Regions from separate parts of the Mus musculus genome. Here all the other regions are linked to region 1. The links are chromatin contacts, called in public Hi-C maps. All regions are on one chromosome and are shown on one strand. The core of a region is the stretch at or near the end of the contact, and the rest is flanking DNA. Distances in the headings are between cores, read along the strand shown. Region 1 holds the start of Ythdf3 (YTH N6-methyladenosine RNA binding protein 3). Region 2 holds the start of Zfand1 (zinc finger, AN1-type domain 1). Region 3 holds the start of Snx16 (sorting nexin 16).

What was found. Hi-C and Micro-C count contacts between places; a contact is called where the count stands out from the background.
Region 2: a contact with region 1 is called in a Hi-C map of CD4 T cells, with 4 times the contacts expected there. The contact joins the promoter of Zfand1 here to the promoter of Ythdf3 in region 1. A contact is called at or near these places in 1 of 39 promoter capture datasets (pre-B cells) and 1 of 484 Hi-C or Micro-C datasets (CD4 T cells).
Region 3: a contact with region 1 is called in a Hi-C map of CD4 T cells, with 4 times the contacts expected there. The contact joins the promoter of Snx16 here to the promoter of Ythdf3 in region 1. A contact is called at or near these places in 2 of 39 promoter capture datasets (pre-B cells and second pharyngeal arch cranial neural crest) and 1 of 484 Hi-C or Micro-C datasets (CD4 T cells).

What each region holds. Positions count from the first base shown.
Region 1 is chr3:16,180,965-16,185,546 of GRCm38.p6, reverse strand. Ythdf3 (YTH N6-methyladenosine RNA binding protein 3) reads right to left here and starts at 2,382. Exons shown (of 5, transcript NM_001145919.2): 1 at 2,027-2,382; 2 at 1,601-1,625. The coding sequence starts at 2,050.
Region 2 is chr3:10,349,105-10,353,686 of GRCm38.p6, reverse strand. Zfand1 (zinc finger, AN1-type domain 1) reads left to right here and starts at 2,370. Exons shown (of 8, transcript NM_025512.3): 1 at 2,370-2,445. The coding sequence starts at 2,391.
Region 3 is chr3:10,437,602-10,442,183 of GRCm38.p6, reverse strand. It overlaps Snx16 (sorting nexin 16), which reads left to right and starts at 2,054. Exons shown (of 8, transcript NM_029068.4): 1 at 2,054-2,269; 2 at 3,900-4,373. The coding sequence starts at 3,999.

The DNA of each region.
Region 1 (4,582 bases), core at 1,133-3,632:
AAATCAGAAGTGATACTAACAATTAAAAATTCTCACATAAAAAATGTAATCAGAGGGTGATGAAGTCTGTGGCTAGGCAGCTTCTGTCTATTTGGTGATAAGTCTATCAGCAGAGCGGTCACTAGGCGACACCAAAATGAAGTGGTTGTTCTCAAGTAACCAAAACTGTGGTAATACAGAACTAGCTTATAATACCCATCTGCATGATCTATTTTGTTTTATCCAAAAGACCTTCACAGAAATCACTTACCTTAAAACAGGTAACATAAAACACAGCACTTCAAATAGCCTTGCAAAGTGCCATGGCTCTAGAATAAAATAGTTTATACTAGGCAATAATGACCAGAAATTTCAGTATGGTCAGATTAGTCAAAAAAGGAAAAGGAAAAAAGTCCTTTTAAACTTACAAATGTTTAATAACTAATTTTAAACTAACCTCTAATTCTGAAGTTTACAATTGTAACTAAAATAAACTGGAATTCTATGAATTAAAAATTCCTAGATGTTCATATGCTGAAATAAAACATTAATTAAAATAGTTTGTTAACTAACACACTACAATGTATCTGGCATATATAAACTCTTATATAAAATGTAGTGTGGCATGAAGAAAGTTATTCTGGACAGAGCACTATTATTTCTAATTAACCAGCCTTGGCACATAAAATCCCAGGAAAACCATTGAAAGCATCAATAGAAACAATAAATCTTCACCTAAAGGGCTATTACAGATCTTATTTTTTAAGTAGTACTTAGTTACTGGGGAACGGGGAAGAAAAAAAAAAGCAGGAAGTGTAATTGTATTTAGTGTCACTTCCGGCACTACAAAACGTTACAAATATATAGCTCATTGTAATGTTCTTTAATTGGCACCACCCCAAGAAAGGAGTTATTGTTCTACACTAATATCACATGTTAAGCCATGTTTCAATCAGCTGACTACTTTGTTCCACACGCATAAATACAAACTACATTTGTGTTTTAACTGCCTTACTTTTAGTGGTAGTTTTTAAATAGCAAATCATATAACACTAGCAATAACTGCACAAATAATTTCCTTCTCGGGCTTTTGTAAGAAACCAGATCGAGACACGCCTTCCAATCAGAGCGCTGCTGTAAGATTACATACTTGTTAGGAGTTCTATAGTGGTGTTGTCTCCTTGCAAGCAACTTCACTGATTCTATTCAGTGATTGGGGCATGATTTTCACCCAATGTGGCATAGAACGCCATGTGATTTGCCAAGTTTAAATGTAATCCCGAAATTTCAAACAGAATGCTGTTCACTTTAAAAACTTATCCAACTATACACAAATGTAGAAAAAAGTATGACCTAAGTTATGTAACAAACATAAATGGTAAACTGAAGAAATAACATTACGTTCATTGAAATACAACCAAGACAGCTGTTTCTTCTTAGTACTTCGGTTTCTACAAACCCAGGAGCTAAGTAAATGTTGTCTGTTAGCTGCGTTGGATGTTTTTCTATCCTTTATATTTAGAAAGAAGTGCAAAAACAAGAAAGAAACCGCTTACAGTTTTTTTTAAAAAAAAATCACATCAAGGGAACACCTAAGGGGAAAACAAACAAACAAACTCACCTTTATTTCCTTGCCCTTTAGGTCTCTGAAGCAAGACGACAGAGGTGGTAAAGAGGGGGAGGGGGAAGAAAAGTGCGTTAAACAGAGCCACTGCAAACAAGTTCTTCAGAACAATCCGCGTAGGTGTGAACCCCACCAGATCCTCCGCAACCTCTCCGCCCGGCCGCCTCCCGCCGCCTCTCCGCCTCGCCTCCGGCACCCGCCAGCTCCGGGCCCCGCGGCGGCCGCCGGGACCTCCGGGCCTGTGGTCACGGGCGCCGGCCGCAGACTCAGCCGCCCGCGCTCAGGCCGGCCTGGGCAGCAGCCCCGACAACCGGGACCCGCGGCGCCGTTACGGAGCTAGCGGCGGCTAGAGGAGCCGCGCCGCACGCGAGGGTGGAGCTCTGCAGCTCCGGCCTTCGCCGAGCCGGGGCCCTGCTCCCTCACCTGATCCACGCTAGTGGCTGACATTCTTCACCGTAACCCGAGAGGAACCGCCGCCGCCGCCGCCGCTGCCTGGGCCTCGCCGAGAGCACTCACAGCAGTCGACTACCGCCCTCGCGAAGCTCTGCTCCGGCCTCCGCCGCCGCCGCTCTCGCAGGCTCCAGGGAGAGGGCTCACGCTCGGGAGTCGCGGAAGGGGCCCGAGCTCGCCGCCTGCACACTGCTCGTCCCCGCTCGTCCTCCGATCCTCGGGCCCACAATGGCGGACAGGCGCCTCAGCCCCACTTCCGCTCCGGGCCGTCCTGACCTTCCGCTATCCAGTCTGACGTCCACGCACACCTCGCAGTTCCTCCCCCACTCCCGCCACGGCCTCGGGCTCCGCCCCCGCCGTGCACGTCATCGGAGAGGGGAGGGGGGCAGAGACCCGGAGGCGCAGCTGTACTTTAGACGCATGCGCGGTACCGTGAGCGTTGGGCTCGGGCGTTGTTAGCCTGGAGGCTACAGAAGCGGTCCAGCAGCGCCTGTCCGCTCAGCCACCACCGGGCGTGCGTGCGTGCGTGCGGGGTGCGGGAGCACGCTCTCAATGAATGCTTTCTAACTCTCTACTGGGATGGGGTTGGTTTTTATTGAATAAAATAGCCTTCGGAAAGAGAAACAGTTGCAAGACTGCTGCCCCTCCCGAAAAAAAGAAAATGTTAAAATGTCCCTAGAAACTGGTAATGTTACTTTCTTACCTGTTGGCAAAAACAAAGAAAGTCAGTCCAATTATAATTTTGGCATTTTTATTGAATTTCCTTCCCAAGTAAGATTTCTTTACAGGTGTGGTGTAGTGTGCATTCCTAACTAGCCAAATCCTTTTAAAACCTCCCAGTTTAAGTGCTAACCTATGAAGCAGGAAATTAGGAAAATCACAGTTTTCTATATGTAGTACCACAATATTTTAGAATCACTGTGTCAAGATTGCTTCTCATGCAAATCCTCAAAAGGCAATTTTAGGTGTGGTCAACCCAAATCCCTTTCTCTTGTGTTCCTTCTGTTCGGACCCTGAGCTGCAAATCAGTCCATTTCCCAAGGTCCCCCTTATTCTACATTGCTCTACCTAGCTCCCACTCCCAAAAACATTTTTGGTTTTCAAGGAGTTTGTCGGAAGAGGAATTGAGGCTGGAAAGTTGAAAGTGCATAGCGAAAACTAATAGAAAAGGCTTGCAGGCCTTGACTTTACTCCTATCTGAGAAGCATGGCTTTGGAATTCCACGAATCTCAGTTTGAATTCTTACCTAGCAATGATTAGTTTATAACCTTGGAGAAGTCTCTTAACCTAAACCTTGGCGTCATGAGTAAACTAAGGCCTGACATACATAATCAGCCACTTCTTGTTTCTTCACTGAGTGAGTCCCCGCATCAAAACTGTAACTCAGTGAGTACTCCTGAAATGTCAGGCAATATAATTGATTAAATAGTCACAGTATCTTGTGTGATAACTGCTGCTACAAAAATTGAAGGCTGGGTGAGGGAGCACATACCTTTAAACTCAGCACTTGAGGGTGGATCTCTGTGAGTTTGAGGCTAGCCTGATCTATATGAGTTCCAGGACAGCCAAGGCTACGTTTCAAAAATTAAAAATTTTTTAAAACCTCATTCTGTAGCCGAGGCTGTCCTCGAACTCAGAAATCAGCCTGCCTCAGCCTCCGAGTGCTGGGATTAAAGGTATGCGCCACCACTGCCTGGCTCCAAAGTAAGTTTAAGAAATAGTCCAAGGCCAGCAAAATGGCTGGGCAGATAAGGGCACTTACACCAAAAACTGACAACATGAGTTCTATACCTGGAACCCACGTGATAGGAGAGAACCACTCCTGAAAATGTTTTTCCGATCCCCGTGTGTGTGCCCCTGGGATCACCTCTAGAACACTCCATCAGTGCCGCAGAGGTGGCTGTTCTCCTTCCAGCCATCATCACAACCCCACCACACTAAAAGGAAAGAGAAAAGAGCGGGGCAGGCAGGGAGAGCAGAGTGCTCTCTCCGGATATTTCATAGCAATTTTATTTCCCACACCTGTCTACCTCCTACTAACTACAACATTGTTCTCTGAAAATTCTTGGTTGCAAGGGAACTGAAACATGTATTGTGAAATATATGTTCAACTGAGGATCAAGAATGTTACCACCCAGGAAGAATAATAGATGACAACAGAGACATAATAAGTAATGACCTGTGTGTAAAACTCTTTCCCAAATTCACTCTGCTAGCTAGTACTATTTAAATTTTTCTTTGAAACTTTTTCCAGTATTTATACTAAGATTTTTAAGATTCTGTATTACCTTCAAGTAACAGTAGATGAGCCAAGCACAGATAGTTTATAGGACTGAATGATGCATTTTAAATGTAAGATATCTAAATACTGTATATAGTAAGGTAAAACTAATAGTTAACAGAATTGAATACAGAGAAATACTTTTTAAAGTGTTGTTTTGAAATAGGCCTCTTTCCCAAGCATTCTTGTAGTTATTGAAAGGAAATTTATAAAGGCAAGAAAAAGGCAGAAGAAATCATGTAGCCTTG
Region 2 (4,582 bases), core at 1,121-3,620, 5.8 Mb after region 1:
AGAGCACTCAAAATTCTATTGGACAGGAGGGAGACATTGTGAAGCTGGAGATGGGGTAGAAGAGTCGAGGATGCAGCTGAAAAACTTTACTGAACAAACTACAGAATGCTGTGCCTAATGAAGAAATGAAGGGATATCTTGGGCAAGGAAATGACTTTTTACTCATAAAAATAATCCAGAGAATAAATAGAGAATGAAGAATGTTTCTAAAGAAGACTCCATGGTGTTTAGGGGGCATTTCCATGGCACACATAAGAAAGGGCAGGTTTGGGCATGCATTTGTGCTTCCTAGTGCAGTAGACTGCTTTAGTTAGAAATGGAATGGTACAGGAAAAAAAAAAGCCTTCATTTTGCACTTAAGTTTTATTGTCAAATAACACAGAGCATGTACTCATAACAGACTGCTAGAAATGGAGAGCTCATGTTTTTTTTTTTTTTTTTTAAAAGATTTTTATTTTACATGTATGAATATTTGACTACATACAAGTGTGCACTACATCCACCCCTTTATTTATTGTTATTTATTGTTCTTTTTTTTTTTTTTAATATGTAAGTACACTGTAGCTGTCTTCAGACACTCCAGAAGAAGGAGTCAGATCTCATTGTGAGTGGTTGTGAGCCACCATGTGGTTGCTGGGATTTGAACTCCGGACCTTCGGAAGAGCAGTCGGGTGCTCTTACCCACTGAGCCATCTCACCAGCCCGAGAGCTCATGTTTTTAAAAAAAGTTGTCATGACTAAGTATGGAGGTAGAGGAGTTTCTGATTCATTTATCACTGGAATTTCATCAGTGAGGATATATTTAACAAAGGGGTTGAACACAAATAGATGGAGAGATAGATTTTGGTAAATAATATCTAAAGAAAAAACCAGAAAAGGAGACTCGGGGATAGGAGTAGCTAAACTTTAGTCTTGGGCTGCTATGAGATCTCCAAGAGCTGAAAAAGAAATGTTCTGATTGGATTGGTGGGATATATATTTGCCATCTATTTAGAACATTCAGTCACGGTAACATTCTAGAAAATCTACTGTTGCTTGACTGTACCAACATTAGTAAAACGTAAGTTGCTGAGCCTTAGATTCAAGAAATCGCAAGGGCTGGGAGTTAGCTCTCTGAAAAAACTGTTTGCTGCCCAAGCCTGTGGTGTCTGTTCGAATATCCAGAATGCACTGAAAAAGTATGGTGTGTGGCAATTGTATTCACTTTACTCTTCAGGAGAGCATTTGAGTACCCTTAAGTCACATGGGAGACTATTCAGGTCTGCAGCTGATTGTCACTCATCCACTCTGATTGTGTCCAGTGTCTTGTCAGTAGAAAGACATCCCTTCCTACCCCACCTACAAGGCAAGGCCTCCCCTTAGTTCTAATGAAGAGGCTCGTCAGACATCAAACAGCTCCCTTCATCCTATGACCTAGGAGCTTGCCTCTGCAGTGTGCTCTCCTAACCGAGGAGCGATGTACACTTTAGTTGCATGTATTTTTTTTTTTCCTTACTAGAATTTTAACAAATAATTAAAAGAAGCCTTTAAATTAAAAACAAAAGCCTAATGCTTTCATGGTGAGGGCATTTACTTCAAACTAAAACATCAAGACAATATAGTAATCAGTGTCCCGGTACCTCTCTTGATTGCTATAACATTTTTTTTTTTTGCTAGCATTCTTTTTTTTTTAATTAGGTATTTTCTTCAATTACATTTCCAATGCTATCCCAAAAGTCCCCCATGCCCTCCCCCCACTCTCCTACCCACCCACTCCCACTTCTTGGCCCTGGCGTTCCCCTGTACTGGGGCATATAAAGTTTGCAAGACCAAGGGGCCTCTCTTCCCAATGATGACCGACTAGGCCATCTTCTGCTACATATACATGAGCTCTGGGGGTACTGGTTAGTTCATATTGTTGTTCTACCTATAGGGTTGCAGACTCCTTTAGCTCCTTCTTGCCAGGTCTTTGTTGGCTCCTGGGAATACAGTTACTTAAGAAATCAAGAAATCTTCGTGAGGGAGTTCTCAATTTTGGAGACTCAATGTAGAGAACAGCGAGTGCAGTTTCCAAAAGAGGAGCTAGGTTTTTCTCAAATTTGAGCCCGAGAACCTCAGCTACAAGAATTGAGTTCTACTAAGTCTCTTCTCTTTCTGGAGAGTGCTGGAACCTCCAGGAAGCGCGCAAGTGTCTTCAAGGCCCCGCCTCTCCTGTGGGCCCCGCCCCGCATGCTCGCCTCGCCCCATCGCGGAGTCCCGCCCCACCCCACCGGGGGTCCCGCCCCCGAAAGCCCCGCCTTGCCCCACTACAGGCCCCACCCACCTCACAGGACGCCCCGCCCTCGGTCCTGCCCGCTCCGGACTGACGTTCCCAGCGCTGCCCCGCCCCCTGCCCTTGCGGCGGTGGAAAGATGGCGGAGTTGGACATTGGGCAGCACTGCCAGGTGCAGCACTGCCGGCAGCGAGGTGACGCTGGAAGCCCCATTTTCATCCGCGGGAGACCTGGGCCGGGTTCTGACGGCCGGGGCGGTGGCGGCGGGTGAGGGAGGACGCGGGGCGTGAGCGACCTTCCAGGGTGATACTGGTGGTGTCTTTGTTACTGTTCCTCGGTGTAGGGGCGAACTTTGTGGCTCCCTTGGTTTGCACGCAGATCCCGAATGCACACCTTGCAGACTCCTCGGGGTATCCAGATGGCCTTGCTCAAGAAGCCCTGGTCGGCGAAGCGACTTAGATCAGGACTCCAGTTCCCCTCGGTCCTTACCATTGCCACCGTGGAGCATCCACTTTCCCAGGCTTTTTCTTGATTGATTTTTTATTTTTTTGTCTGACAAATGCGTTGAAGAGCATCAGTTTTCAGCAGTGTGTTCGCAGGTTTTTAGACGTCTTGGTGTTTCTAATATTAACTTAAGCTATTAGTTGCAGATCAGTAAACCACATTTTAGGAAGGTTTAATAAATACTATGGTAATGGTAGACCTTGTCATAAACATAGGCCCTGGTGGTATGCGTCAAAGTTCAGGGTGTTTAGACTCCTATAGCCGGCAAGTCCTTAAAGCGTCAGGCTCACAGTCTGTTAGATCGCACTCCAAATGTGAGCAGAGGGTTTCCTCATGCTGCAGCTTCTGTTAGTTCCTAACAAGGTCTTGAATGCAGCTCTTGGGTTTGGCCTGGATTCCTGCAGTAGGTGATGCCTGCACTAAGCAAAGGCAAGACAGGACGTGTTGTTGTATATGTCCTTTACCATTCACTCAGCAGATCAATTTTGTTTTTGTTTTTTGGTTTTTTTTCCCCATGTAGTCCTTTCCTAGGGAAGCTTGGCTATTTGAATTTGACTGTTAAGTTATATACATCTTGTCAGGTTGATTTACTAGTATGTCTAAATATATCTACCATCTGTGATATAGCTCATCCTTTCCAGTTTCACATATCTGTAGTGTTATTAAGATGAGGCCTATCTCTTGGACTAGCAGAAAGGGGGTGCAGTTAAGTAGGGATATGTGATGCTAAGAAATTATTTTAATCATAACTCTTCCTCCTGGGCTACCTTGAATGGCATATAATACTTGCTTGAACCCTCTAAGTCTCAAAATAGCAAACACAACCAATTTTTCCCATTGAAAGTGACATAATGGGCCAGTGACAAAGTCTGTAATCCAAACCTCGGCGTGTGTCTCAGACAGGAGCATGGCTGTAGGCAGGACCCTCATTCAGAGGCACTAGCCAGGAGTAAGACAGACCCTGCCTCAAAATCACAGTGGGAAGAGAGAACTGATTCCCGAAAAGTTATCCTCCACCCTCCATTTGTGTCAAACAAGAAAACACAACACACACACACAATAATAAGAAAAATAAATCTAAAAAAGTATAAAAATTCTGCAGATTATGTGTTTGAGTTTACATATTGACACATATCTCTAATTTCTTGGCATGAAATTGAAGCTCACAGTATTATGATTCGTTTAATAACAATAGTGATAGCTCACTAGGCGCTTCTCATTCTAGGAAAACATTCGGGCCCTTAGTCTGCAAGCATGATTACCTAGGGGGACCCTCTTGGCATTTTGGATTAAGATACCCTACAAGGTATCTTTTCTGGACTATTAAAGTTCTCTGTAAAGGACTGAGCAGTACTGTCTGGTTGCCATTGTGAAAGCAGTGTGACTGGGTTTGTGTAGCTTATGTGGCCACTTGCTGGGATTCATATATGAGATAGATTGAAGTCAGTTAGAAAGTGACTGAGCCAGGTATGGGGGCTCATACTGTATTTCCAGCACTCTAGAGTCTGAAAAAGGGGGAATGAGGAGTTTAGAGGCCAGCCTTGGCCATATGAGACCTGTGTCAAACAGAAAATAAACACAAAAAAGTGATTGTTTTTAATAATTAGTTTCTATAACTGAGGATTGATACTTGTGTGAACTTTACAAAGTATATGTATATAGACAGCATTAGTATGAATTAACTAATAAGGAATTATAGATATAAGTGAGATTGATACATACACATATATCTATGTGAGAGAGAGAAACATATATACAGCATATACTACATGTATATCTGCGGCTTTATTATTAAGTAAACTACTTACTATTGCTAGATTGATGTTA
Region 3 (4,582 bases), core at 805-3,304, 5.7 Mb after region 1:
GGGATTAAACATATATATGAGCGTACATAGGTGTGCATGCCCGCACACCCACTCCTGGCTGTTCTTTGTGGGTACTGGGGAACTGAACTCTGGTCCTCACACTTGCCCAGCAAGTGCTTTATCCAGAGAGCCATCTCCTCATCCCAATTTAAATAATTGTAAGACTCCTGTCTGTGTCCACTCCTGGTTTTCAGTTTGCCTGTGTTACTTGCAGTTTTGGTTTTTACACTAAAACACAATCTTTGACCGTATTTAAGCAAAAGGCTAATATGTTGAAAAACTCACTAGGCTATTTCACAGAGTCTAAGGGAAGTCAAGAGGGGAGAAAGAATGGATCAATCTTAGAGAAATTAGCAGGGGGGCTTTCCAGACTTCTCACCACAGATACTCCTATGACATTAGTTTCTGTGGCATCAATCTTATGCCTTTGCTCAGCCACACCTCCATTTTAATTCTTTGGAAAGAGGCACCTGTTGGACACAAGTTGGATCAAATATGCTACTTGAAAAAAAAATCCAGCTTAATAAAAATGTATCTAAACCGGGATATAAACCTAGCCACAAGAGAAGCCAAATGTACAGAAGATAGAGCAATTCCTTAGGAGGGGAAATAATATATCTTTCCATTTCAAATGCTTCTTTTATCCTGTAGTTTTTACATCTTCTCGCTCACCCCACTATCACCTCAGGCTGATAAAAGCTATGCATCTTGTCTAACGATACCTTGGGTGAGCTCAAATGCCCTCTTATTATACATACATAAAAGTACACAACACAAAAGTCAGAAAAATAATCTTATTCTGTAAGCTGTGTAAACAGTTCATTTCTATTGTGGACCACTGCATAGAGTGTAAACTAAAAGTCTATAAGTAGGAACCGGCCAGTATATATATAGATTATATTGTATATATAGATTATGTTGTAGCCCTTATCTGACAACACACAGAATGTTCTTCTTTGATTACTAAAAATGTCTAGTTATCTCCTGAAAGTAAAATCTAGCCATTTATCAATACCAGAAAATATGCGATATATACATATGTATATATGTATATGTTTGTATATATGTATATCCTGTTATGTTCCACTCAATAATCTGAAAAAAAATTACTCAAACAGTTCCAACAACCTTTACAAGATCTTCATCTTTCTTCAAACTATGCTACCTGTACACTCTTATTTCTTGAGCGCTTTTCTTTCCTTGGCCCCTGGAGCCCTATTAAGAAAACTATTCCAAGGTTCATTTTTCTTTGCCTTACTTTTTTCTTCCCTTTATTCAATTATATTAATTCAAGGACAAAAAGGGCAATTTCATCCTGAAAATATCTTTATGTTTTCAACGAATTCTGTTTATCTCATACTTATTTCTCCAATAAAAGCTACACCTATGTCAGAAATCACATTATCATTTTGGAATCACCACTCTCAATTTTCCCCTTCTAGGTATCGCTCCAAAGCCCTAGAAATCATTGAATGATCTTTAAATAAGACAACTCGATTGTACTGACAAATGGTTCTGTAAACTTTGATATATAATATTAAATAATAGTGTTGCTGAAACACTAAAGGTTTTCAAATTAGCAAATCTAAGCAGCCTAATACTGTTTTCACTTGGGCTAAATTCAGAAATTCAGGCATTCAGGAATCTTTACCATAGTCCTAAATTACAGGGACAAATACACAATAAAATAGTGTTCTATCTGCCTACTCTTCAAATCAGTTGTCAATCCATCAAAGAAATGCTAATTATGGAAAATGACTAACCTTCTAGACCTCCCCCCCCAACCAGTGATAACTACAAGTCCCATGATGCAAAGCTCTAGCCCGAACTTATGCTAGCCAAAGTGCCTTCTGGGAATTGAAGTCTTCTCTTCATCTACTTGGCAAACTAGATATTGTAGCCCCATTTCTCAGAAACTCCCTAGTAATAAAGCCTGTGGAAAAAAAACTGTCGATTCCCTGTGATAAAATTAGATTTGTTCGGGCCACTGCAGAGACAGGGACCAGCAATCCCAGTGTGGGCCTCCGGGGGCGGTGCCGTGCTGTGACGTCACTTCCTGGAGCGGCATACCTCCCCCTCCCACTCGAGGCCGTCCCTTCCCTCGGTTCGCGGGAACCTGGCTGGGTGGCTGTGCCCAGGCACCGAGCGGCTGCTCCGGGGCGGAGGGTCACGTGAGGAGTCCGAGTGCCCGGGCAGGACGCGACCCGCCGCAGTCCAACAGGAGCCGCCTTCCTTCCCCTGACGGCGTGGGGTCGCGGAGCGCGCCGAGGTAGGACGCGGGGACACCTGCCGCCTGGACGGCGGGCGGGCGCGCGGGAGGCTGCGGGGCGCGGGGGAGCCTGGACCCCGCCGCACCCCTGGGCGCGCCTGGCCCGGGAGGACTGCAGGTGCGGGAGCCCGGCCTGAGGGCTCGCGGCCCGCGCGGACCGCGTCGCCCTGCCAGCTTCCCCGGGCCTGCGTTCCGCCACCGTGCTGTCACCCTCCTCCCCAGGTAGCGCGGGAGCATCCTCCTGGGTACGAGGTCAGGCGCCCCCGAAGAAGGCGACACGCCCTCCCTCCGCCGCTCGGCGCTCCCGCGGGTGGAAGTCCCCGGGCGCACCCCGAGGCCGCCCTTGGCAGCCCGGGGCCTCAGGTGGCAGATGTCAGAGGCCAGCGCCGGAGCTACGAGAATCCTGCGCGGTTCTTCTGGGGAGGTGCGGGGTGGGGGTCAGGATTCACCCAAGGGGTGAGTCCGTAGCTCAAGTTTCTTGAATGTTCCACAATAAGGAAGGTTGCACTGGCCGCGTGAGGTTAGACACCCTGTTTAAACTTCCTACATCCAGAGGGGACAGCTTGCTAAGAGGACAGTAAATAAAGTTGGGCTGGTAGACCCCCTGTTGCTGTGTATAAATAGACCTGTCATTTCTCCTGGTCGCTACTTAACATTTCTGAGTTTATTACTTAACGTCGTAATGGTAAGTCATTACTTCTTTATTCTACAAAATTATTCAGACATACAATATAACCATCTTTTGGACCTTAGGTTATTGAGAATGAATAATCTAGAATCAAAAAGCAAAACTTTTAATGATTTAATTTGATTGACTGTAAACCTGATACCTTCCCCCCCCCTTTTTTTTCGTTAACTTTACCAAGTTTGCATTTGAAATATATTTGATGCTAAGTTTAAAAAAAAATGTTACTTTCAAGACAGTTGTTGCTGGCTTGGTAGTACAGGTGTGTATCCCAGCACCTATGGAGGCTGCAAGATCAAAAGTTCAAACCTACCTAGGCTACTTACTTAGCAAGTTCACAGGCAACAACCTTGTAAGACCCTGCCTAAAAATTAACATATTTTTTAAGGAAGAGGTTTAGAATGCATGCATAGCATTGCAAATCTCAATCAAAGTAAAAGAGCATTCCTTAGTAATAATCAAACTTCGGACTGACTATGATTAGCCTGTGTAAATCCTTGGGAGTTTCAGTAATTCTATAAAAAAGTAAAATGAATGACTTTTTTCCTTCTTCTGTTCCTATGTTGCATATAGTACAACCAGGACGACAAAACTTCTCCTTCTGCTTCCATTTTTTGAGTGGGAGTAGACAGGAAATATGTTTGAATGTATGTTAGGATTAAGTCCATTTAAAATGAATATTGCAAAAAATAAAGAAAAGTAGACCAAAGGGAAAAAAAAAGAAGAAATATGTATATCATAAGGGTCAAGAAAAGAGATGTAAAATAAGTTTGTTCTCCTAACCATGTAAACAAGAGTCCACAGAGGTAAATCAGATTACAGGATGATGTTACCCATGTCTTCATAGGTAATTGAGTGTCACAAATTAAGAGAAGCACTTTCTTTTCTATTGGTTTGAGTTCTAGGTTGAAGTCTAATTCTTCAATATGTCCTTCTCATTTTTAGATAGTGAATTCCTAAGAAGAAAGCAATGAACTGCATATTGGTTGTTCTTTAAGTGTTTGGACTCAAAGGTGTACAAGTTTGTTGCCAAGGCCAAAGAAGATGGCAACCCCGTATGTCCCAGTTCCAATGCCAATAGGAAACTCCGCTTCCAGCTTTACAAACAACAGAAATCAAAGGAGTTCTTCTTTTGGCAGTGTTTCCACAAGCTCAACCTCTTCCAAAGGCCAGTTAGAGGACTCAGCTGTGGGCAGTCTTAAGCAGACGAATGTCCAGGATCAGATGGACAGTGCATCATCAATGTGTGGTAGTCCTCTCATTAGGACTAAATTTACAGGGACAGATTCATCCATTGAGTATTCTGCTAGACCAAGAGAGGCTGAAGAGCAGCATCCTGAGGCAGTGAACTGGGAAGACAGACCTTCAACACCTACAATTCTAGGTTACGAGGTTATGGAAGAGCGGGCCAAATTCACTGTAAGTATTGGCTTCTGCTGCACACCAGTAAGAAGAAAAAGACTGGTTTACTGGTATGCGTGTGTGTGCTGGTTAAGGCAAGCCTGTACTGCAGATTCTTGACCACGTGGTCTTTGGGTCCAGTTGTTCTGGTGCTAGGCTTATGAGAGTTACCCGTGATCGTGCATAAAGTTAGGCAGCTCATTTTTATTGCTAGCAATACTTGTCTT